Regions from separate parts of the Mus musculus genome. Here region 2 is linked to region 1. The links are chromatin contacts, called in public promoter capture Hi-C maps. All regions are on one chromosome and are shown on one strand. The core of a region is the stretch at or near the end of the contact, and the rest is flanking DNA. Distances in the headings are between cores, read along the strand shown. Region 1 overlaps Smg6 (Smg-6 homolog, nonsense mediated mRNA decay factor (C. elegans)). Region 2 overlaps Smg6 (Smg-6 homolog, nonsense mediated mRNA decay factor (C. elegans)).

Region 1 (5,004 bases), core at 1,735-4,234:
AATTCGAGTTATATATAATTGTGAGCTGCCATGTGGTGCTAGGAATTGAACCTAAGTCCTCTAGAAGAGCACCCAGTGCTCTTAATCTCTGAGCCATTTCTCCAGCCCCATATACTTTTAACAAACAAAAAAGCCCCATTAAAAAGTCTAACAAACCAAGCTTTAAATATATATTTGGGGCTAGGAATTTGGCTCAATGATAAAGAGTTTACCTAGATGTGCTAGGACCTGAATTGAGTGCCAACACTGAAGAACAAGTTAAGTAAATAAATTGAGGAAAAACAATGGAAAAGGTGGCTGCAAACCTTGCTTCCAAAATTTCCCTAAACAGTATTTCTCCTTTAGTGTAAGTCTTTGGCAGAGAAAAAGATGCCAAATTGAGAATTAAATGGCAACTTAAACTAAATGCAGACTTAGCATAATCTTGTCTGCCAATGGGATATTGCACTCTTCATGATACCAACCAGCTATGGGCACTAAGACACACTGTTATCTTCAGGTAAACAAAGAGCATCTCCTTAATAGAGATGCTAAGAGTAAGCTTAATTTTATTGGCATGACTGAACTTCCTCATTTAACTTTTCACTACAGTTTCTCTTTCCTCAGCCTAAAGCAGTAGATTCATTCTGAAAACAAGAGAGACACTGGAACTCAGAACTGGAAAAAAAGGTGAGTCCCTGACCCCTCTACTTCTGTCACTCTTCTTTTCCAGAAACTTCAGCAACAGCCATATTCAGGTTGCCAAGGGAAAGGAGTCTGGCTAAACAGCCTGCCTCCCCAAGTCTAGCCCTTATGAAAGGTGGATTTCCTTTGTACAACTGTTCTGTCAAGCAGAGGGTCTGCCACGTCATACATTCTGCTTGAGTAAAAGACTTAAAAGTAACTTGGACGAGAGAACAAATTGTTCTTCCCAAAAGTCTTAGAACTTCTCAACCATAGTCACCTCCCATATATTATTAATGGCATGAAGAAGCTCATGCCTATAGGTTAAACTGTTAGTGCCAGGTAGACAGCTGTAGTTCTCAATTCCCCCAAGACACCTAGGTGTCACTTCCTCTATTTCCTGCAATTCGGGAATATTAATAACATAAAGTATGTATATGCTAGGTATAGTGGTCCATACCTGTCATCCTAGTACTCAGGAGGTGGTGTAGGAGTATTTCTTGAAACAAGCCTGGGCTACAGAATGAGATGCAGTCTCAAAAAACAGAAACCAAACCAAACCAAAAGCAAACATGAAGGATCATGAAATGAAAGCCAGTCTGACTCTGCCCAATTCTAACTCCTAGATGTTCCCTTAGAGCAAGCAACATGAACACACACACACTCACAAAGTGTCTCTTGGGTGCCCTCTTGCTGCTACTAGGGCTCTTCCGCAGGACTGAAATGGAGTCATACTCTATGAACAAATAGAGAAGGGAAAAGAAAAGGCCAGGGCACAGAAAAGGGAAGTTATTCCAATGGTGGCCAATGAGTAATATCCAGTGATTTATAGGAAATATAATCCAATAATATAGTAAAATAAAACAGTGTGCCTGAGATGGTTTTGATTTCAAAAATTATAAATCATATTTTTAAAAAGAGTGGGGGCACCGAGTGGAAGTCCAGATTGGAATAAATTGGGCACAGATGGGGGATGCAAAGAGGTTTCCATGATGCCCTACCACAAATGTTGCTTCAGTTACTTGTCCTCGAGAAACTAGTTTTATTTCCTTAAGTTACATTTTTTTTTTAAATTAAAGTTCTTGAAGTACTTGTGGTTAAATTCAACAATTTACCTTTTAGCTTCTTACCAGCTACCCAAATGGCTACTGAAGTATTAAATACTGAGATACAGGAAGAAGGCCTTTTCTCCTTTTAGGCTCTGAATGCTACAGACATTGTGACATCACTCGAGGAACCAGCCATTTAGCTACCAACTTTGAAGATTAGCCAAGCAAGGCACACAGCTTTCCTAGAGCCATGGCCTTCAACTTCTTGCATTCAACATACATGCATTCAATAAATACCTGTGTCTAATGAATACCAGCCTAAGGACCCCCAAATATCCCATCCTGACCTCAAATGTAGCTGTCTCCAATCATCTCGTAGAGAGTGCTAGGATTCCAAGCTGACTCTAATACCACAGGGGTAGGATCTTGCATAGGGCTCATGATCAAGGAAGTTAGTATCTCCAAAACCTAATGCAGGGGAGGACACCATTCTCTCTACCACAGTTTTGCCCCCCTACTTTGTCTCCTACCATATCCAAAGCTTGTAAATATTTCAAGTCTACAATAAAAGCTTATTTAAAAAGTAAATACCATAAAATGTTAGCAAGCACATTATGTATACCCTGGCCTACTGTAGTAGAAGGTAGTTCTTGAAAAGGGAACACAAAACACAAGAATGACCTATGATAGTACTGCAGGACTGGGGGCCATCAGCAAAGAACACACTTTTTAAGGAAGCTCTGTTGCTCTCCAAATCATAATTCTGACCCCACATCTATGGAAATGGCTCTGACAAGGACAAAGGATCTAACATCTTTCTGGGCTACAAGATCACCTCTGCTTCAGGCTGGAATGCTCTTCTCCAGAGAATCCAGGAACTGACATATGTAAACACCCACCCAGAAGGACATATCCAAGAGGGAATGGAAAGAAAAATGATGGTCCAGATGTTCTGTAACTTGCAATGACTGCCAAATCACCGTGGACCCAAAGCACCTGGGAGGCCAGGCTGTGTCAGGCCTTACTTCCTGGTTTCAGACAGCCAGGGTCCTGTGGCTAGGTGGTGACTGTGACAGCCTGCAGACTAGATGGGAGAGAACCCGTTAGAAGGGCACCAGCTGACAGAACTTGGGGGCTGAACACACAGAGCTTGATTTATCACTTCCTTACTCATAAAAATGTGATTCAAAGTGCTGCTGATTAGTGAAGGACTTAAATCGTTACCCTCTCCCCAGCCCTCTTCTCTCTCCACCCCCGGCACAGATGCTGCTACTCAGCCACAACACCCCCTTCTTGCCACTGTCCGTGCAAGCACAGCACAGGGGCCCAGAGAAGATGACTCATGTGCTGGGAAATGGAAAAGTGCATCTTCCCACCAACCAGCCCTGCTGAGTGCTCTGTTCACCCCTATCCCAATGGCAGCCCACACAGTGGGGTCTGGATGGCCGCCTCAGCTGCACACCGGGTACTTGGCAGCACGTCCGCAGAGCTCTGTGTCCCAGTTGAGTGTTATATCCTGTGGCCTGGGTTGTTTTTCCCTGAACCACCCTTGGAGCCTGTGACCACCTCAGCTCAGGCTCCTCTTGCCTCATGGAGGTGAGAGCCAGGGCAAGGGCAGTACAGGGAGTGGGGCTATAGGCCTTTACTTGTCATTCCTGACTAGAGGATCCACCTCATGACCAACTACAGAAAAGTGCTACAAAAGTATCTTGGCCTCAAATACGCAAGAGTCCTCTATCCTTTATCTTCCTTTCACCCATATTTTCTTTCTTTTTTTCTTTTATTGGATATTTTCTTTATTTATATTTCAAATTTTACCCCCTTCCTAGGTCTCCCCCTGCCCCCTAGAAATCTCCTATCCCATTCTCTCTCCCCCCTGCCTCTATAAGGGTGCTCCCCTACCCACCCACCAACTCCCACCTTTCCGCCCTGGCATTCCCCTACACTGGGATATCGAACCCCCTCAGGCCCAAGGGCTGTTCCTCCCACTGATATCAAACACCCTTATTTTCTTAACCTTTACTTAACAGCTACAAGAAAAAGACTCACTGGTGGTCTATGAAAGTCTAGGGTACTCCTTTCCACCAAAAGTGTTGAAACCAGGTTCTTTATATTCACATCTATAGAGACCATATGTCAGTTGTTGCTGAACTGTGTGTCCCAGCTCTCCAGCTCACACGGCAGTGGTGGCTTGGGTAGGAAAGCAGAAAATGAATACAGGGGCAACTGGAGGCCCTACTTACAGAGCCCATTGAGCAGACAGTGTTACTATGTAGTTCTGGCTAGTCAGGAACTCGATAAGTAGACCAAAATTAAAGGCATGTGCCACCACACCCTGAGAGCTTCATTCTTGGTAGCAAAATTTCCCTCCCTTTAGGACTGCACAGCCTCACTAGGGCAGCATTTTACAAACTTATTTATTTCCTTCTCCTTAGAAATCAGTGCTGTCCCTTAAGGCTCCAGGCCTCTGGCAACCCCACCTCAGCAAACAGCCACCTCAGCAAAAAATTGGCTAAGTTGTGAAGGCTCCTAAGCCTCTGTATCTTGCCCATTGCTGAACATTTTGGATGCTGTATAAGTCAACCTGATGAGGAAATGTCTTCCAGGACTGATATGATTGAAAACCCAGGCAGACCAGCTAAGAAGCTCCTCAAATCCCAAGAGAAGCCCTGTCCATAGGGAAAGTTCGGCAGGCTCACTCATTACGGAAGTTCCCTAGCAGCAGCAAGTTGAACATAGATCCTAATATGGACAGGAAGGGAAGCAGATCAAGTGCAGGTGAGAGGAGAAATTTCTGAGAAAAGGTGAACTGAAGAGCCAGTGGCACTGTCCAGAGACATTACATCTGCTTTGTGACACAGTCTCCATGGGGCAATTCCTACTTCCTGGCACTGCAGATAAGAATCTGAGCAAACATTCCCTGTTGATGCTCTGGAATGACTCCTTGGCAACATGGTGTAAAGAAACACAAAATAATGTCACTCAGACTACATATTTCTACCAAGTCAAACCACATCAGCCTTACCTAAGTGAGGAAGAGGGAGGGGAAGGGATCCTAGAAACATCCTTCAAATGCAGCATGGTCATCAGAACATTTTAAAATTCTGCCAATCTGCCCTTCCCTCCTGGCCTCCCGCCTCATACGGGGGTGTGGGGAGAAGTGTTCAGAAAAACACTTCAGAACGCATACCAGTACACTGGCCAGATTCTGGGCCTGGTGGGTTTTGTGCTTCCAGATTTGAGTCACCAAAGCTCATCAATTCTCTGTTCTTACTCTCTGGCAGGGTCCCAT
Region 2 (5,004 bases), core at 1,376-3,875, 150 kb before region 1:
TGAACTGCTCAATTTAAATCTAATTCGCGCTAATAATCTGATAGGAATCAACTCTGGCCAACATCTGGGAGTTAGGCAAGGAAGTTCCCTTGCCCCAGACAGTATCAAGAGCAGATGCTGTAGCTCTACAGACTTTACCCTGATTTCCTTTTAAGACCACAGCCTGGTAGTGTGGAGACTTCTGGGCCCCATTAAAAAATTCACATAACATGGCCTTGCTCAGCTGCCCTCCAAGGGCCTAGGCAGAGTAAGTAGGAGGTGGCTGGCTAGCTTATGGAGCCTTCTTGCCAGGCTGATGGAGCCTTCCCCAGGGATGGCACTTCCTCACTTGCAGACTCAGTTCTCAGCAGCCACTGCTCCCCGGGTGGTCCTAGCTCCACTCCTCACTCTCTCACTTTTGGCCTTGGTCAGGAGAGAACATACAGCTGCCTGAGGGGATGGGGCTAGTAGGGGAGTGATTCAACAGGAGAAGGAAGATTCTTGTAATTCTAACAGAATGATGACTACACTGACAGCTACTAGCTACTCAGGGCTTTTTATGGGCTGTGTACCCAGCTATGTGTTTTTCATACATTAACTCTTTTAATTCTCACAAGGGCCTGCACAATAGCTATTACCATCTGCACTTTATAAATAAGGGGCTTAGAATAAAATAGCCTGTTCAGTCACAGAGGTGGCAGGAAGCAGAGCAGGCATTCAAAATCAAGTGAGTCTGACTCCTGTGCCTGCTCTAACCAATCACAACGAACAAAACTGCAGGACTGGGGTTGTGAATTGAGAGAGCAAGCCCAGACACGGCCCTTGGTAGCTCAGCTTTATCAGGCCTGGACCTATTTAGATAGACCAGTCTTGGGAGATGGCAGGTAAGGATAAAATAACTGTAACTGTCCTGAGAGGTTCTAGGGGGTTTAGGGTGCTGTCCACAAGCATCACTTACTTATCAATATCTGGCTATGAGGAGGAAGAAAAATTCACATTTATTTTGTTGCTCACAGGGTTAGCCTGGACAAGAGCAAGTGCAACAAGATGCTTGTTGGCTCACGGAGGAAGAGTGTCCTTGCCTGCTCTGACCAGGGATGGACAGTTAGTTAGCATTGGTTTGGAGTGAACAGGACTGAGGTCAAAGGAGGGTCAGAGAAGCTTGTCTGAGGTTTGTTCAGCTCTCATAGCAAACAAGGAAGTGCAGGGTTATGAAATTACACAGAACAGGGTAAGTAGGATTTCCCAGGGACCACTAACATAAAAGAACCCAGGAGACTCGTGGGAAAAGGAAGAAGTGGGCAGCCTGGTGTGGGTCACGAACCTTTGCCTGGTCAGTAAGCCTCAGAAGGAGAGTACAACCAGATCAGGCACCAGAGGTAGCCCACCCCTTCTAGGGTGGGAGGACAACCTCTTTGCCTAGCTATGCTTGTGCTGCCAGTCCTAGATGTTCAGAGGCATCTCTTATAACCACGCTGGAGAGCTGGCTTTGCTCATCCTCCACTGCCTACTTTTTTAGTCTTTTAGTATGGGAGAGATAAAGGAGATGTATAGACATCATGGGCCTGTTTCCCACACCGTCTAGAGCTGCAGGAGCACTGTTCTGCTTGCTAAAGTTGGACACCCCAATGGCTCTGGTAACTCCACTGTCTCCTCCCATGCTGACAGCTCATTCTTTCCCTTTATTCTCTGCCCAGGTTTCATCTAGAGAGTCTGGAATCATGGGCTTAGCTATGGCCCTGGAACCACCTCTGTCCTGGAAGCTGAGTCCTGTGTCATCAGGCATGGGGTGGAGTTCTCCAGCTATCCTAACGAAGCCAGGCCAAGACTGCTTCTCTGAAGACTCTGTTCCAAAGGTGGCCACTCTATCACTGCCTGAGATCCTAAACGACAGCTTCCAGCTGACATCTGGCTTCCTTGGCCTGTTGCTGATTTCATCCTTGTACCCCGCCCTGCTCCACTGGGCGCTTGAGACTGCTGTGGGCCAAATGACTGTGTTGGCCTATGGGTGACCTGGCCTCTGGCTAGAATTGCTTCCGTCCCTTCCCTCCATCCTATGTTTCTTTCTATCTAGGACCCTCATCTTTAATACTATGGAGTAAAGAGAAGAAAAGAGCCAACCTTCAGGCAAAAGTGAGACATGTATATACTCCCAGATAGTTACCCACACCCAGAAAAGCAGCAAGGAGGCTGCCATATGTACATATGCTCCATTTCTACCACACAGTCACAATGACGCTCAGTCCACAGGCGCCTCAGGGGTGTGGACAGCAATGTTCATTTCAACTGACAAACTGGGCACATACAGATGATCATCAGAGATCATCCCAGAAAGACATAGATGCACAACAGGGGAACTGCTAAGGAGGTCAGCAGGGATACATGGATGTGTACACAGGCAAACATGCTTGCGAACATGGGCGTGCACACATACGCGCTCTCTCTCTCGGTCTCTCTCTCTCTCTCTCTCTCTCTCACACACACACACACACACACACACACACACACACACACACACACACACACATACACACAGGCATGAGCAATGGAGGGAGGGAGGGAGGGAGAGAGAAAGACTGGAGTGAAGCAAGGGCTACAGGAACAATCAAGGGCAAACAAACAAGAGGAGAATTCCTTAATCACATCAGGATGTGCAGGAGGGAGGGAGTAAGAGAGAGAGAGCAGGCTGGGGGAGGGGTGATTTTCCACACGGGGCCAGCAATGTCAGCTCTTCCTGTACGTGAGCTGGAGGCTGGAGTTCAGGTCTGTGCTGTGCTGAGCTCCGCACATCTATAAACTTGATCCTTAGCCTGAACCCTAACACCCCTCACTCTACTCTCTTTCCTAAGCCTCCAGAGCTGAATATTATTAAACTCTTTCCTCCAATGCAACATTAAAAAGAAGCATCTGGAACTCGTAGATGGAGGCACTGGGGTGGACTGGCAGGAGGGGCACCAGCAGAGTGCACTCTTGAGAGGTTGCTGTCACCTCAACACACACTGAACTAAGCGAGAGGTTATAAATCATCTCAAGGGGAAGCTCCAGCCTGGGCAGCAGGGCACGGGGGAAGGGGAGCTTTCCCTCTGCCATAGCGGCTCTTCCCGAATAGTACCTCATCTTCCAGTTGTTTTCCCTCTTGGCTTCCCATTTCCTTTCCCATGGTGTCTGGGACGGGTGCCACTGACACATATTTTCCACCCTTGAATGCCAGCAGAGGCTCTTCTTGTCCACAAAGGGCTTCCAGAAAATACTTCAGCACTGTGACCCTTTTGCAGTCAGCTGCAATAACCTACAGGGCGAGAGGGAGAGAAGAAAAACAGCATTTTCTGAGAGGGAGGATGAAGACGAGAGACATTGCTAGCTGCAGGGCACATGAGAATTGTGTCAAAGTTACTGGGGAGGGAGGTAGTATGAGCAACAAGAGTGTATGGAGGAAAGCAAAGACCAAGGTCTTCTGAAGGAAGGAAGTCGCCAGGCCTTGCTTTAGGTCATCCCTGGGGCAGCAGACACCTCAGGACCAATGCCAGGTGCCCTCAGGGCTTGTACTTTTCTTTTATTAAAGTCCTATTATGAAAAACAAAACCCAGAAAATAATTTCTTCTAAGTTTGGAATATAAGTAAGAGGACGAGGAATGCATGGCAGCAGGTTGGCTACCACAAAGTACTGCTTTCTAGCACCCCTGGCACCCTGTTCCCAGACTCCCTCCAGGACAGTCTGCAGACTGAAAGATAAGCTTTCTTGCCTGTTTCATCTTAGCTAAGTCATTCTGAACTTCTCTGGATGGTTCCTGCCTCACCTGAGAATGGGCAGGAAATTATCAGGCTGAGAGGATGGGGCAGAGCAGGTGAGTTCACCAAAGCTCTGCCCTCCACAGTTCACACTAGTTGCTCCCATGTTGCTACAGCAGCACATATACAGTGCTGATTTAGCTGTTATATGAAGTATTATCCTGATCAGCTGTCAAGTCTGTCAGGGTCTCAGATGATGTGTCCTCAGTCACCTAGACTGGAATCCTCTCCACAAGACCACATATGCATGCCGTCACCTCTATTTGTGCCCATGTGTGCATTGTCCTCTTCCTTGCTATCTGTACCCTTCTCTTATTCGTTGGATTCTGGGGCCCTATCATGCCTATTGACTGGATGGTTGTCAACGAGGAGGTCCCTGCTTGATGTGCATCTAAGAAGCAGAGGACATTTTCTACACCATATTGGCCAGATATGACACAGAACAGCCCTTTAATCATCAGTGATTCCAAGACATGTTAAATGACCAAGACTCATTGTAAATTTTTATTTTATGTGCATGGGTGTTTTGCCTGCATGTATGTTTGTGTACCATCAATATGCCTGGTACACAAGGAATCCAGAACATATCATCAGATCCCCTGGAACTGGAGTTACGGATGGTTGTGAGCTGTGGATGCTGGGAATGGAACCCGGGTTTTCTGGAAGAGCAGCTAGTGTTCTTACCTGGTAAGTCATATCTCTAGCCCTACCCAATCACCCTCAGAGCCACTTTCCAGCCTCATTTCTGACTGCGAAGGGCAGGTGAAGGACTGATGTGGACGCTGGACTGTCAGGGCTCATCATTCCACTGTTGTACAGCTAACTCCTCCATGCAGAAGGCAAGCCCTCTAGTGCCAAAGATCACATCTTGTATTTCCCTAGCAAGGTGCTGTAAGAATCAAGTGACACACTACAGGCTCATGGAAAAGACTGGTAGGTGGAGAGAAACTCACTAGGACCACAGCAACAGGTGGTACAGGATGAGCCACGTCTTCTAAGACAAGGTGCAACGAGTCACCACTCTGCCAGGGAGAGTGCATACATACCAGACATCTGTGCCACAATTTCATTCTCTGCCATCTTTTACCCTGCCCAGATGGTACTTACCTATGGCTATTGCCACCGGAAGGTAAAATATTAGGCTAAGTATCTGACCACCACCGTCTAAGAGGCTTCCCTGAAGAGGCTTAGAGCCTCTAGAGCTTAAGGGGGCTGCTCCTGGATCTCTGAAGGGGT

What was found. Capture Hi-C pulls out chosen DNA fragments and counts their contacts.
Region 2: a contact with region 1 is called in a promoter capture Hi-C map of adipose tissue. The contact joins two enhancer-like sites. A contact is called at or near these places in 1 of 15 datasets of contacts at CTCF or cohesin (the NIH/3T3 cell line), 22 of 484 Hi-C or Micro-C datasets (the 3T3-L1 cell line, the HPC-7 cell line, bone marrow-derived macrophages and 12 more), 10 of 115 datasets of contacts at active chromatin or transcription factors (the HPC-7 cell line, astrocytes, double positive thymocytes and 5 more) and 3 of 9 other capture datasets (adipose tissue, liver and pancreatic islet).

Annotation. Positions count from the first base shown.
Region 1 is chr11:74,990,676-74,995,679 of GRCm38.p6, reverse strand. All of the region lies in intron 10 of Smg6 (Smg-6 homolog, nonsense mediated mRNA decay factor (C. elegans)), which reads right to left. Among named protein-coding and RNA genes, the nearest start is that of Srr, 67 kb to the right of the region's middle. Within about 2 kb of position 2,984, at least 76 of the 459 cell types and tissues checked have an H3K27ac peak or open chromatin away from gene starts, as enhancers often do. A contact at or near this core is called in the NIH/3T3 cell line, adipose tissue, heart atrium and 1 more, where this site is marked.
Region 2 is chr11:75,137,457-75,142,460 of GRCm38.p6, reverse strand. It overlaps Smg6 (Smg-6 homolog, nonsense mediated mRNA decay factor (C. elegans)), which reads right to left. Exons shown (of 19, transcript NM_001002764.2): 14 at 3,092-3,268. Among named protein-coding and RNA genes, the nearest start is that of Gm51907, 8.2 kb to the right of the region's middle. Within about 2 kb of position 2,625, at least 77 of the 459 cell types and tissues checked have an H3K27ac peak or open chromatin away from gene starts, as enhancers often do. A contact at or near this core is called in the NIH/3T3 cell line, adipose tissue, heart atrium and 1 more, where this site is marked.